Regions from separate parts of the Sus scrofa genome. Here region 1 is linked to region 2. The links are chromatin contacts, called in public HiChIP or PLAC-seq maps. All regions are on one chromosome and are shown on one strand. Each heading gives the region's core, a stretch centred on a gene start, on an enhancer-like site or on the middle of the called end of the contact. The rest is flanking DNA. Distances are from core to core; before and after follow the strand shown. Region 1 overlaps CHST9 (carbohydrate sulfotransferase 9). Region 2 overlaps CHST9 (carbohydrate sulfotransferase 9).

What was found. HiChIP or PLAC-seq counts read pairs in DNA pulled down with a chosen protein or histone mark.
Region 1: an H3K27ac HiChIP or PLAC-seq map of skeletal muscle shows a contact between it and region 2, with 5 times the contacts expected there. The contact joins two enhancer-like sites. A contact is called at or near these places in 14 of 47 Hi-C or Micro-C datasets (brain, embryonic fibroblasts, epiblast stem cells and 9 more) and 1 of 2 datasets of contacts at active chromatin or transcription factors (skeletal muscle).

What each region holds. Positions count from the first base shown.
Region 1 is chr6:111,805,331-111,812,354 of Sscrofa11.1, reverse strand. All of the region lies in intron 2 of CHST9 (carbohydrate sulfotransferase 9), which reads left to right. Among named protein-coding and RNA genes, the nearest start is that of CHST9, 41 kb to the left of the region's middle. Within about 2 kb of position 5,529, at least 6 of the 83 cell types and tissues checked have an H3K27ac peak or open chromatin away from gene starts, as enhancers often do. A contact at or near this core is called in skeletal muscle, where this site is marked.
Region 2 is chr6:111,559,331-111,566,614 of Sscrofa11.1, reverse strand. The region is part of intron 7 of CHST9 (carbohydrate sulfotransferase 9); the gene reads left to right. Among named protein-coding and RNA genes, the nearest start is that of AQP4, 140 kb to the right of the region's middle. Within about 2 kb of position 5,759, at least 1 of the 83 cell types and tissues checked has an H3K27ac peak or open chromatin away from gene starts, as enhancers often do. A contact at or near this core is called in skeletal muscle, where this site is marked.

The sequences.
Region 1 (7,024 bases), core at 4,280-6,779, 250 kb before region 2:
AAAAATAACTCAGAGCCAGATTACAGAAGGGATTACTTGTAAACAGTACAAGTTAGGACAATCACCCCCAGAAAGGGATTTATCAACTTCAAACACATAACTTGACCTCACGATAATGCTTACCCACAGATAAGCATATCTCTCTTTGGAGAGTAGATTTTTTAAATGCAGGTCACACAGTGATCCCTAAGTAGATCCTATAAAACATTTTTTAAACTACCCTATCTGGTATCATTATAAAGTATAATCAAGTCCCAGTGTTATCATCACTACTGAAGCCTGTAGTAGAATTAATTGTTCTTCATTTCGAGTCAAAAATAGGCTTTTTATAAGGAAACCTAAATTAAAGCATTCAAAAAGTTCCCATTTTGAATAGTTAAGCATATTATTAGTAATTGGGATGTAAGCACTCATTGATTTTAATCTTTTGTTCATGCTTGGTTTCTATTCTTTCGGTTGTGAATCCATATATGTACCACATATATAGCCAAGGCCGCACTAAGTAATGCGGGTTTCTGCAAGCTGAGATATAGTGTTTATAAAATGTATAAAAATGGTAACACAATAAATTTGTATGTTATATAGGAATAAATGAATTCGGGTTTAAAAAGTTTTAAATTGTAGTAAATACATTCAAGCATGTATAGATAGTAAATTTTATTATATGTTTTTACATATAGAAAATAAAATTTTACCAACTTAACAATTTTTTAAATTTTTAAATTAAATATAGTTGATTTGCAATGTTGTGTCAATTTCTGCTGTATGGCAAAGTGACCCAGTTATATATATATGTGCATTCTTTTTCTCATATTATCTTCCATCATGTTCAATCACAAGAGATTGGACATAGTGCCCTGTGCAGTACAGTAGGACCTCCTTGCTTATCCATTCTAAGCATAATAGTTAGCATCTACTAACCCCAAATGGGACGGACTGGGAGTTTGGAGTTAGTAGATGCCAATTTAGCAGTTTTTAAGTGTGCAGTTCAATAGTGTTAAGTGCAGTCACAGTTGTTCGGCAGCCAATAAACAGATCTCTTTTCATCTTGCAAAACTAAACGTATCCCATGAAATAACAACTGCCCATTCTCCCCTCACTCTAGCCCCAGGCAACAACAATTCTATTTTCCGTCTATGAATTTGACTTCTCCAGCTACCTCCTATAAGTGGAATATTACAGTTTTTGTCCTTTTGCAGCTGGCTTATTTCACTTGGCATAGCACCCTCACATTTCACCCACGTTGTAGTACGTGTCAGCATTTCCTTCCATTTTAAGGCTGAGTAATATTCCTTTGTATGTGTATAATACGTTTTGTTTATCTATTCAGTCACTGATGGACTCTTGGGTTGCTTCCGCCTTTTGGTTATTGTGCATAATGCTGTTGGGCACATGGGTTTACAAATATTCCTTTGAGGCTCTGCTTTCAGTTCTTTTGGGTATATACCCAGTAGTGGGATTCTACTTTTAATTTTTTGAGGAACAGCCATACTCTTCACCATAGTGGCAAGACCACTTTACATCCCTGCCAATAGTGCACAAGATTCTACTTTCTCTACATTTGCTATTTTCCAAGTTTTTAGAACTATGAATTAGGCGTTAACTAGCAACTTTGAATCTATGATACCCTCTGGGGAAAAAATCTGAGCTTTTTCCTTTCTATAGGAAAAGATGGTTAAAGTTGAAGGTGAAGAAAATGAAACTTTTCTAACAACTCTATATCATCATTAAGCCCTGATACCCTTCCGCCTCAAAATGTCTGACATGTGCTTTGTACAAAGTATGTGCTTAGGAAATAATAAATGAGATAAAATGTTTGAATTTCTCACAGAGTTTTAGAATTCAAGGTGAATTTCAAGATTCCTCATGGTAAAGGACATACACTTTTAGGTTATCTGCCCTCGTCTGTCTGATGAATGTTGCCTCACTTGATAAACCACTTCTTTTGGTTGTTGTGGGGATTAAATGAATAATGCACATAAGGCACCCAGAATGGCCCATTATAAATTTAATAAATATTAGCTATTCTGGTTTCCAAATCAGTGCCTTGCTTCAAGATCCCAATACTTGGAGTCCTTGCTTATAAAATGGAGATGGAGAGAAAAACCTATTTTGCAGTGTTATTGTAAACATAAAATAAGGTAATATATGGAGAAATACTTTGTAAGCTATTCATTCTATATGAATTTGAGAAGTTCCATGATCCCATATGAATTTTCTAGTCCTGTTATTCCACTAGAGACCCTTATATGTGATATGTTCTGGCCAAATTAGGCCTCTCATACATCTCTGAACTCAGCTTATAATTTTTGTTAGATCAGTACCATAACAGAGACCGAAAAATAAGCTAAGAATTACATTAAACAAATAGGACCTCAAAGTTAGATTATTTTACCTATTAATTCTTTTAAACTCTTAATAACAAAAATCCTCATACTATATAAACAATTAACACCATTTAAGAAAATCTTTTTAAAAATTCCAGTTTATTTAATGAAGCTAGCAAAACCAGAGAACAAAAATATGTTAAAGTCTTTTTAAAATAAAAACAAACAAATAAATTTGGCTAATTTTATTTTTTACATTACTGCAACAATAACATAAATACAAATAAGTAAAGCTCAATGGTTTGTTTAAACCACATTTCTCAAAATTTGGTCTGTATGTCGCATGTTAGAATCATGGTGGTAGAGGGGGTACTTCTAAAAATTCAAATTCTCAGCCTCATTCCAGACCTACTGAATCAGAATCTCCAACAGTGTTGATAGACTCTGCATCTTAAGCATATGTCCCAGGTGATTTTTACGCAAACCAAGTGAAAAATACTACATTGACATAATCTGTCATAACTATAGAGTATTTCTATCAATTATAAATCCAGGGGGTTCCTGTTGTGGCTCAATGGGTTAAGAACCCTACTAGCATCCGTGAGGATGTGGGTTTGATCCCTGGCTTTCACCCAGTGGGTTGCCCTAAGCTGCAGCATAGGTCACAGATGCGGCTCAGATATGGCGTTGCTGTGGCTGTGATGTAGGCTGGCAGCTGTAGCTCTGATTCAACCCCTAGCCTGGGAACCTCCATGTGCCGCAGGTGCAGCCCTAAGAAGGAAAAAAAAAAAAAAAGAAATCCAAGAAATGATTAACATCAAGACACTTAGTAATGTAAAGATTTATTTCAATAAACCCAAAAGGAAAAAAAAAATCCACAGGCTAGATGCTAAAAAGTTAGTCAATAAAATTCAACACCTATTCCTGTTTAAATATATCCAAAAACCGAAGAAAGCATCCTCAAAATTATAGAGAATAATGACTTTAAAGCAACATTATTAAACATAACGTTGCCTGGCTTTTTAAAAAATGAAAACATTAGCAGTATTCTTATTAATGGACTAAATAAGAATATTAGAAATCTCCTGGAGTTCCCGCTGTGGTGCAACTGGATCGGCAGCATCTCTGCAGCGCAAGGGTGCAGGTTGCATCCCAGGCGCAGCACAGTGGGTTAAAAGATCCAACAGTATTGCAGCTGCAGCATAGGTCAAAACACTGGCTTGGAGCTGATCCCTGGTCCAGGGACTCTATGCTGCGAGGGGGACAAAAATGAAAAAAAAAAAAAAAGGAAAAGAAATCTCCTGAATCACTTCATATATTTCTGAGGTTCTGTTATAGACATTAAGATATGGAATATAAAAAAGAAGCTTCATTATTGGTAAGAGGGAAACCCTATTATAATTATTTTCAGAAATTTTTATTCCATCGACTGAAAATCCAAGAAAATATACTGAAAAAATTCATACTTAAAGTGAGAAAGTAATGTCATTTAAGTAATGTAAAGTGAAAAAATAATGTGGACCACAAAAAAGTCTATGTACCAAAAATAACAAGTTAGAATATTCATTTATTTATGTAATGAACATTAACCGAATACCAAGAAAATCACTGGACAGTTGAAGAATCATTGAGGAATATAATGAATATAAAAACAAAACAAAATTTATAGAAATAATAAAGGAAACAACAAGCTTTAAAAGAGAATGAACTAGATAAATCCCAGGGAAGTCTACAGAAGAAAAAATAAAAATGGTGGCTAAGAGAATGTGCTATGGAGCAGAGCTGTCAGCTCGCATCTTGGCCGGGTGACCTTGAACTGATGCTTAACCTTCCTCAATGAAGACCTCCCTGGCTCAGCAAATTCCCACCTACACAGCAAATGCTCTTAGATTGTTTCAACCTGTCTTCTATCTGAGAACATTGGGGTTGTTTATGATGTTTTTGACAAATAAAGCTTTTAAATTTTTAATTAGCCAGATCTCTAAATCTTCTTTATGTGTTTGCCTCTTGGCATTACGTTCCATCTCTCTCCTTGGAATCTTCTTTTTTTGGCTCCTTTGCTAGGTTATTTTCTTTTGTCTGGCATGAGAAATCTTTATTTGTCCATTCACTTTTCTCAAGAGAGGCTTTTTACCACCTTTTCTTCTGGTAGAGGTTTAAGTTTTCATTTTGTCAAATTAAAAGACTTTTTTTTTTTATTGTGCTAACCTATAGAGGGCGGGTTTAGGCTGAATCAGAAAAGAAAAGTCAAATAACTCCTGCTTTTAAAAGTATTTTTAAAACTCAAATCTCTCTCTCTCTCTCTCTCTCTCTCTCTCACTCATACACACACACACACACACACACACACACACACACACACACACACACACACACATTTATAGGTTTATTTTCCTGGGCTCTTTTTCTCATCTATTTTTGTTATATACCTATTTAAACTCTGAATTTTGTAAGATAGCTCAAATCATTTTCTGAACAAGGCAAAATAAGAATAAATAACAATATCAGAATATTCTGCCTGGAGAGGAGCGAGAAGCAGCTCTAGTTGTCATTATCATGGGAATAACCTTGAGAAGTTTCATTACCGCATAACTGTTCATCAGGAGATGCAGAAGAGCTCCCTGGGAAGGTACTTCATCCAAATCGTGATGGGGATAATAGTGCAGATGCTGCCTACCCTGGTCCTTTCCATGCCCTCCCCCACCCCACTCTTCTCTTTCAATCGTCAGAAGATTGAGACAGATCTGCATCCAGTCACTGTGGGTTGAAGTCCTTTTGGGAACTAAGTTTTCCAGTTTTTTAAAATACTCATCTTCTTTCCTTCTCTTATGCAAAGCTCTCATTTATTCACAGGTATCTAATTCTGCGTCCTAATGGTTGACTTTTGGCTAGAAGCGTATTAATTCCTCAGTCAGTTGCTATGACCATTGGTACCATCCTTAGCTACTCTCTCTGTGGTCCTTGTTATAGTGGGAGATTACATGGGGGAAATCTGAACCGCTGGCACCCCATTAGAGCAGTTACACAAACACCTAAGCAAATTGGAAATAAACATTAGCAGTGTGTCCTGTTAGTCTGACCGTGCATCCTGTTAGCTGAAAGGTCATGTTATTATAGCTCCTGAGCCTGGTGTACCAGAAAGGCATATGTGACAGCATTTGGCAGGAGGGAGTATTCAAAGCTTTTGGCCTGCTCAGACCTGCTCAGGCTCCTCAGACCAGCGTGACAACCAGCGTGTCTCCATGGAGCTGCGGGAGGCATGGAGAGCTCTGCCAAGGACACCCATCTGTTCTGGCCGAGTGTTTCACCCCTGAGCTAAGTAAACTCTTAAATTAATTTGAATATGACTCTGATATCTAAGTGAATGCACATGTCTGGTGCTTGGACCCTTGCATGCAATCCAGCAAACCAGAGTAAGTCTGTGAAAACTGGCCAACTTCTTTTTCTGTCTCAGTAGCACAAGATTCTCTTAGCATCCTGCTCCTCTGGGTGGGAAGCAGACGGCTCTGGTTTCCAATTCTACGTCTGACACTTACTCGCTATGTGGCCTGTGGCAAGCCGATTAACCTCTCTGGGTTGGTTTCCTCCCTCAAGAGGCTTTATGAGACTTAGAACAAAGCACAGGCACAGGGTCTAGCACTGCGTACTTAACACATGTGGGCTGGTATATTCATCACCAGCAGCAGCACCTGTCCTTAGAATCCCCTTTTCCAGACCCAGATAAGGAGATGTCTGGCCAGGGGGAGGAGTGTGGGGGTTCCTTCCCTCACCTCCATGCAGAAGCCCACGTCCTCAACCATCTCTTTAAGACCCTCAATGGTCAGAGAGCCCCTATGTTTCATGTTCCTTTCACATGCCTCTCTCCAGGACCCTTCAGGCTTATAGATTTAGGCTGGACCTTCATCCTAAAACTAATACATAAAAGAAAAAAAATTGGGAACTTTCCTCCCCACTCAAATAGCACCATGGTCTTTCTTCCATATAACACTAAATGCAATTGTTCTGTAGTGATCTGCCGACTTGGGCACATCGTTTTACTAGCTGTGAATTTCCCTGAGGTCAGGATTTATGTATCACAAGGTGTGTGTCTGGATTTTTGAATATGTTTGTCTCATAAACAGCACCCAATAAATTTTTGGTAATTGAAGGAATAACTATTTGCTATGAGCCTTAAGCATATTGTTTTGTTAGGGAAATTATCCATATTATAAATATCCATGTTATGCTGTTTCCTGTTTGTGATAGAAATGACAGGGGAACCGCTGCAGGACGGTGAGCTAAGGACCCTCTTTCCACAGGTAGTGGGATGCATCCAGGCCTCAGGAACTTGCTCACGTTAGATTTGTTTTCTCCTATGTTTTGGACTTTTTTTTCTTAAAGTGCCCTTAATATGTGCTGGACATTTTTTTAAATTTTATCGTTGGAGTTCCCATCGTGGCGCAGCGGAAACGAATCCAGCTGGGAACCATGAGGTTGCGGGTTCAATCCCTGGCCTGGCTCAGTGGGTTAAGGATCCAGCATTGCCGTGAGCTGTGGTGTAGGTCACGGATGAGCTCAGATCCGATATTGCTGTGGCTCTGGTATAGGCTGGCAGCTACAGCTCTGATTAGACCCCTAGCCTGAGTACTTCCATATGCCATGGGTGCGGCCCTCAAAAAGCCAAAAAAAAATGCCCCCCAAAATTTTATTATTTAATT
Region 2 (7,284 bases), core at 4,510-7,009:
CAGAAGTTAGGATGAAACCATTTGCGGGACACCGCATCTCACATGCGCTCGCAGTTATAGCTCATTCTCGGGCAGGTGATATGGATTGAAGGGAGAGAAAATGGAAGCAGGAAATTCTACTAAGAGGAGTTTTAAAAAATTGGTTTGAACTGTGCAGAGTAATAAATGAGAGGAAGACATGACACCAAGAGTTGTTGTGCCAAGATTTCTATCAGTCAGGTTTGCTGTGGGGTACAGGAGCCCTTGCATGATTCCTCCTGTGACCTCAAGTTACATCCTGCCTTTAGGAAGTGTAGACACAACATGCCAGCATGTATTCTTTGCCACAGAGTCTTCTAGAGAGAGAGGACTGTGAGTGGAACCTACCTACGTGGCTCTGGGCAGGCAGATGACTGAGCTGGGTGCAGGGTCAAGCAGTATCCTCTCCCTGTCTGTGCCCCCAATGGCCAGGCAGCATTAACCCTTCTTTTCTTAGATAAGCATTCCCTTCCCCATCTCCTAAGGATGCACAGTGCCTGCACAGACCTACACACAGCTCCCTCTCTGGAGATTATCTAAACTTGGAAAAACAAAAAGTGTCTTCTCTCACCCCAGAGACTGGAACTCTTTGAAAGGTGTCAGAATGACCAAATATGGGACAGATACAGAGGGCCGACTGTACTACCCATTTTATATAATTTGAGCATCCTTGGATTTTGGTATCCATGGGGGCCCTGGAACCAACCCCACCTTGGGTATAGAGGGATGACTGTACCAGGATGGTGAACTTATAAAGGAGCCGGAATATAATGGTTACAAAAATGTCTTAGCGGGAAGGTAGAGAATGTTAAAACCTCTTTTGTTGTTGAGCTGTAGGGTCAAATTGGATCTCTGTAAATGACAATAAATAAAATCTAGGGTGGAGGAGACACTCAGATGGAAATAAATATTCAGGAACAATTAGCTTCATAGATGGGAGACAAAAGACTCAATGTAGAGATAAACAAGTAAGGGATGAAAGAAAGAGTCTTTGGTGACATGTGCAGTAGGGATTGATAAAGAAATAAACCACACAATGGTAAAGAGAGAGACGCTAAAAGAATGGTGAGAACTGGAAAAGCAATAAGGGTATGGCAGAAAAAAATATTTAAAACAGGAAAAGATCCCCTCTGGTCTTTATAGTGTGTGTGCTGAAAATATTTTTCAATCAATCATTGTTCAATTTAATTTTTTAAGGAAATGAACTGTAGTTCTGGCATAAATCCTCTAGTTTTTGATTCAGTGTTTCTGAAGTCTAAAAGTAAATCTGTAGATAAGCTCGCTTGTTTTGCCATACTTTGAGGGCTCTTTTACAACACTAAATATATTTTTGTTGAGTTGATTGCAAAAGCATTAGTTTTAACAGATCTGTGATTCTTTAAAAGGTTTTCCATTCATTGTATTAGATATTTTTCATACCTCCTAAGGCTAAATATGGCTTCTTGATATCACTGTGGAACATGGGAACATAGAACTAATTTCCTCATTTGACTTTTAAATTAGTTTTGTGTGTATGTTAACTAAAATTGAAATGTTTCCATTATGAATAATGCCAAGATGAACTGGTACACTCCATTGATTTTAATGAAGGGTACATGTTCTTGCAGACTTGTGAATGATGACATGGTAGCATAGTACTTGAATCTTAGTATTTAATACTTGCTGCTCTTAACATACTTTACTTATGATACTACTTACCACAATCATAGCTTTTTACTTTTATGAACACAATTGAACTTAAAATTTTTGTTTCATCAACTTTTCCAAGGGATTGATATTACCAACGGTGTCCTTTTTTTACATAAAAGCAAGAGTTGACAATCAATATATTAAATTTCAATTAGCTAACATTTACTGTATGATTATTATTTGAAGACACTGTACCAGGAGATTAATTTTCAAAGAATAAACAAGTCACCTAGATAATTGAAACTTTAAAATGAAATTTTAAGTCTTCACTGATTATAACAAAATGTATGTAATAAATTAAATATCAGAGAATACTTACTGCTAACATATACAAAAGAGTGGAGCAACTAGGAAAAATCTGAATAAGGAGGTCAATGGCTTAGAACCTCAAGTAAGGGCCTTTGCTAATTTTTCCTAAACCAAGGAGTCCTTTCTTGAGTTAAATCTTTAATGGCTCTTAGAAGAGTAAATTTTGTTCAGATACTTACAAACTTATTTAACTTTCACGTCATATATTCAGGGCTTCAAGCTCAAGCTGTGGTTTTCTTGTTTGATTATTTTTGCTAATTTTTTCATGCCAAACAAGAAATCAAAGTATTAAAGTATATTTAAATTAATAACTTCATTCAATATTAGAAGGGCCTAATAATTCATGAATGTACTAATGTTGTATGTTAAAGAGCTTTGAGATGAACAGTGAATCCCACATGCATAAGAGGCTCTGAAAATTAGCTATTGCACAAACTTGGCAAGTGGTTTACACTGTGCAAATTCATGCAGTGAGAAATTATGAACACCATTTTACTTGTTACTAGATATATTGCAGGTGTCATGAAAGCCTTTACTAAGTCCTTTATTTCTTTTTCCTTTTTTTTTTTTTTTTTTTTTTTTTTTGGTCTTTTGTCCTTTTTAGGGCAGCACCCGCAGCCTATGGACATTCCCAGGCTAGGGGTCCAGTCGGAGCTATTGCTACCAGCCTACACCATGGCCACAGCCACACCAGATCCCCGCTGTGTCTGTTAACCTACACCATAGTTCATGGCAACACTGGATCCTTAACCCACTGAGCAAGGCCAGGGATCGAACCCGCAACCCCATGGCTCCTAGTCAGATTCGTTTCCACTGAGCCATGAGGGGAACTCTGAAAGTCCTTTATTTCATAAGCAACCTTCTTCCTTTGGCTCCTGTTCCCTCCCTTGGGCTTTACAAACCTTCGGACTCTGGAATCTGATAGAAACTAGGCTCAAGCCCTGGCCCTTCGCAGGCCCTTGGGCAGGTTGTTTAACCTCTCCAAGCCTTAGTTTCTGTATGAAACACAAATATATTAAGAGTTGTAGGGATTTTTTTTGGAGGAATGGAAATGTTTTGTTTTGTTTCATGGACATTTGGACCATTCTAAATTCATGTAGAGAAGTATTTAAAGATACAGGTATAAAACATGTTTCCGAGAGTTGCTTGGGGGCCATATTGAGAAGACGGTTATTTCAATGACTGATGTGCTCTGGATGAGAATCTGGAGGCTCCGAGGAATTGCCTTTCCTGTCTTCAGCCCACTGGTCATAGATGTGGACTTAGGATTCAAACCTAAGGCTGTGAGACCACAAACCCCACACTCCTCCCATTCCGCAAGCCCTGTCTCTATGCCTGCAGAACAGAGGATCACTCCAGGTGATCATAAGAGAACATCTGTCTTAAACAAAGCTTACAGTTACTTCAAGTCATATAATAGCCATACATGGTCAATATACTAGGTTAGCCAAGTGCACAAGGAGAGAGGGACTTTTTTTTTCTCCATATGCCGCTAAAACAGTAATAGTGTAAAAGAGGACAATTGAGAAAAAAAACCCAAAAAACTCATAGACCATGAGAGGTGACATCACTTAAATCCCCGGGCTTAAAGCCAAAGATTCTAGGCCCTGCTTTCAATGGTCAAGTATCATTTTGTGATCAGGTACATGTATTTCATATGAAAAGAAAAACATAATGTATTTTCAGACATGTTATAAACAAAATTGATTACTGAGTATAATTATATTTAAGTCAAGAACCTAGAAGCCAAAAATATAACTGCAACATCTAAAACATATAAGCCTGCAACAGAAATCTGAGGTTAAAGGATGATACAAATGAAAACAATAAAACTATTACCTTGTTACTTTATCTGGTTTAATTTAGAACCTATGCTTTAGGTTTCACCTTGAAGGCTTCTGGATCTAACAGTGTATTTCTGATGCAACCCAAAGTAAGTTACCATGGATTTGATTCTACCAAAGGCAAAAAGCAAGGAAAAGAAGAACATAAAAGAGATGAGAAAATATTTTTTCACAATTCAATCATATGAAAGAACTTCAGAAGTAGCTTTTGGAAGACCTGTTTCTAAAAGTATTTGATGGTACCCTTTTTGACAGAGCCACAGAATAATAAAAGCTTATTTAATTTAATTTTCTACTCCATTACTCCCCAAAGCACAGGACCAAGTGAAGGAATGCCCTCACAGATTGCATGCCACATGTCAGAAATTTATTACCATACTCACTGGCATTATTTCACCCATTTTTCTGCAGTGTTTTCATTCTAAACTGAAGGAAGGGAAATGATATTGAAACCTAGATCTTAGTCTGATGGTGACTTGGCAACCTCCATTAATCCAAAGATCTGTGCTCATTTTGTTACTGAAGGATCCTGAACAACAAATTGGAATTACCCAGTATTCATCAAGCAATAATGCATTCAGAACACCATGCTAGAGTCTGTGGGCAAAGAAAAAGATGAGCCCATCAAAAGAGTTTAGATGAACAAACATCCTAGGAGTTAGTTCTGTACCATGTTCACAGATGACCGAGGCCACCAATTCAAGGAATGGTCTCCTGGGGCCACAAGCTAAACCGTTGTAAGTTTCTCACCCATAATGTGGAGGCCAGAGGGAGATAAAATGGTCTCTAAGATTCTATGACTGGATTGGAGTTACATGTATACATAAGGAGCACCAAAATGTTAAGTAGAACACAACAGGGCATCCTTTCCTCTCCTGATGTTTAGAGTGAAAACCCACCTCAAATTTAGAAGTATGTTTCTGTATGTGTGAGAGAGAGGAACACAGGAAGAAAGGGAGAGAATGCTTGCAAGTGATTCTCTGGATTTCTAATTTGGACTTTTGGTATTTTTGACAAAGGGAAAAAGATATCAACAAAAAAGCCAAGAGCCTGCCATAACCCTTTGTCTTAATATTGAAGGGCCATTGGAGTTCCCATTGTGGCTCAGAGGGTTAAGGACCCAACATTGTCTCTGTGAGGATGCGGGTTCAATCCCTGGCCTTGCCCAGTGGGATAAGGATCTAGCGTTGTCTCAAGCTGCAGCACAGGCTGTAGATGCAGCTCTGATTTGACTGGCTCGGGAACTTCCATATGCCATAGAGTGCAGCTGTAAAAAAAGAAATAAGATTGAAGGGCCATTGAAGATCGACTCTCTTCATGATGGAAAGAGAGATACAATTAGAAATACCAATATTATGGATTTCCTCCTGTACATTCAGCACTGTGTTGGGTGCTAAAGGAGTAAGAGAGCAGGGGAGGAAGGTGGAGAAAGAAATATATACAGGAGAACAGGTTGGGGGTGTGTGAGAATGAAGGCATGCCTCCTGGCCAAGCAAGGAGCTTGTTTCACAATTTTTTTTGCAATTAATTTTCATTTTTTACAATTAAGTGTTTTCCACCTAAAGAAACCTGCTCAAACCACACTGTTTCTGAGCCAAAATTGTTATTAAGTTGTAGAGAATCACAAATAACATAAAGATCTAGTGCTTAGTCCTAATATAGCATGTTTCAGGGAAATAGGTGTAAGTGGTGGCAGGGGGAGATGGTGCTTTTCAAATATCTGATACTATCCAATTTCTGACTGATTAGTTATTGTTGCAACCACTTAAAAGGACCACTTGACCACTCCAAATTACTTCTCTAGTTAGGTCGTTCTCGAAAATAACCATTTCCTACCTCCTCTGGTTTGAAATTTCATCTCCCAAGCCTGTCTTCCATACTACTCCCCCTCCCTGCAGGACCTGGCTTTAAGTTTCAGAGAAATTCACAGCAGCTGCCTACTGAAAACTATCTCAAATGCCTCTTCCAAACCTGTCAGCCAGTTTGTTTCTGTTCCCATCCACTCCTCCTTCCCTCCTGTTAGATCAGAGACTGTGAACCCACCTGCCATCAATGGTGACTTCTGCCCAGGCTCTGGGTCCCCTCTATTCTGAACTCCCACAAACCTCCTTAAATGAGTGACTCTCTTGTTCAGCTACATCTTCAGCCACCTCCTCTCTATGGCTGCTTTCTATCAGTATTCATGTTCTAGTGCCTCCTTTAAAAGAAAGATAGAGAGAGAAAGAAAGGAAGGAAGGAAGTTTTTCCTGAACCTTGTACCTTCTTCCTACTATGGCTCTTTCTGTGTCTCAAAAGAGTTTTCTGCATCCTTCCTCACCCCCCTGGCCACCCCCTTGATCATACCAGTCTGGCTTCCGCCCCAGCCACTCCACCAGCTTGCTCTTGCTGATCTCCGAGTTGTTCAATTCAAAGGACACTTTGTGGTCCATCTGACTTGAGGTCAGGGTCTTTTACCTTATCACTTTCTCCTTGAAAAAAATGCCTTTTCCTCCTCCCGCTCTCTTCTTCCTTCATCCCTTTGAGGAGCTGTTTTCTTCCATCTGAATTTTATACCCTAGATTCTTCTTTGCTCACCTCTAGGTCTACCCGGCTTTTTAATCTACATTTTCCCTAGTGATTTCATCCACTCCCATAGACAGCCTTTCTTCCCACTTGCTGTGCCCATACCATCAGCGCCATCTAACCAGCTGCCTATCCAGGTACCATTACTGTATCCCCCTCAAGCCTGCCCTGCCTCCAATATCCCTCAGTCAATGTCCCCTAATTGCGACTGCTGGAAACTTGGTACGTGACACTTTGCCTCTTCTTTCGCCCTCATATTCAGATACAGGTCCTATCAGTTTTATCTCTAAAATATATATTTGCTCTCTCTCTGTTTCTCTACCCGCCACCTCATTGGCTCGGAAAATATCCACCCAACTGCTCCCTTCATGCCTCCGTTGGGCTCCTTTCTATCCTGTTGTCCATATCACAGCCAGAATGAATTTTACCAAATGCAGATCTGGTGTGTTGTTCCACAGTTTGAAATGTCTCAGAGACTTCCCGCTGTCCTTAGAAGAAAATGCAGTTTCCTTTACATGGTCTTCTGCCGTCTACCCTTTGCTCCCAGCTCTCTAGCCCACTTCCTGTTCCACTGATCTGACCATCCCTTCTGTTGTCTTGGGCTTCTCTCAGCAGCTTAATCACAAAAGCTTCTTCATGTTCCTTTATCCCTGAAATTCTACCCCTGCCTCACCCCACCCATCCCTCCCCACATCCATGCTTTGCCTTGGGGTTCCGATGAAATATCACTTCCTCCAGGAAGTTCTCTAATCTTCCCAAGTCCTCTGGACTAGATTTCCTTTCCTTGCTCTTCCCTCTTTTAACCCCCTCTATGTCATTACCTCCGCTACCACTTTTGTCATTGTGTCATTATCTGGGTAAT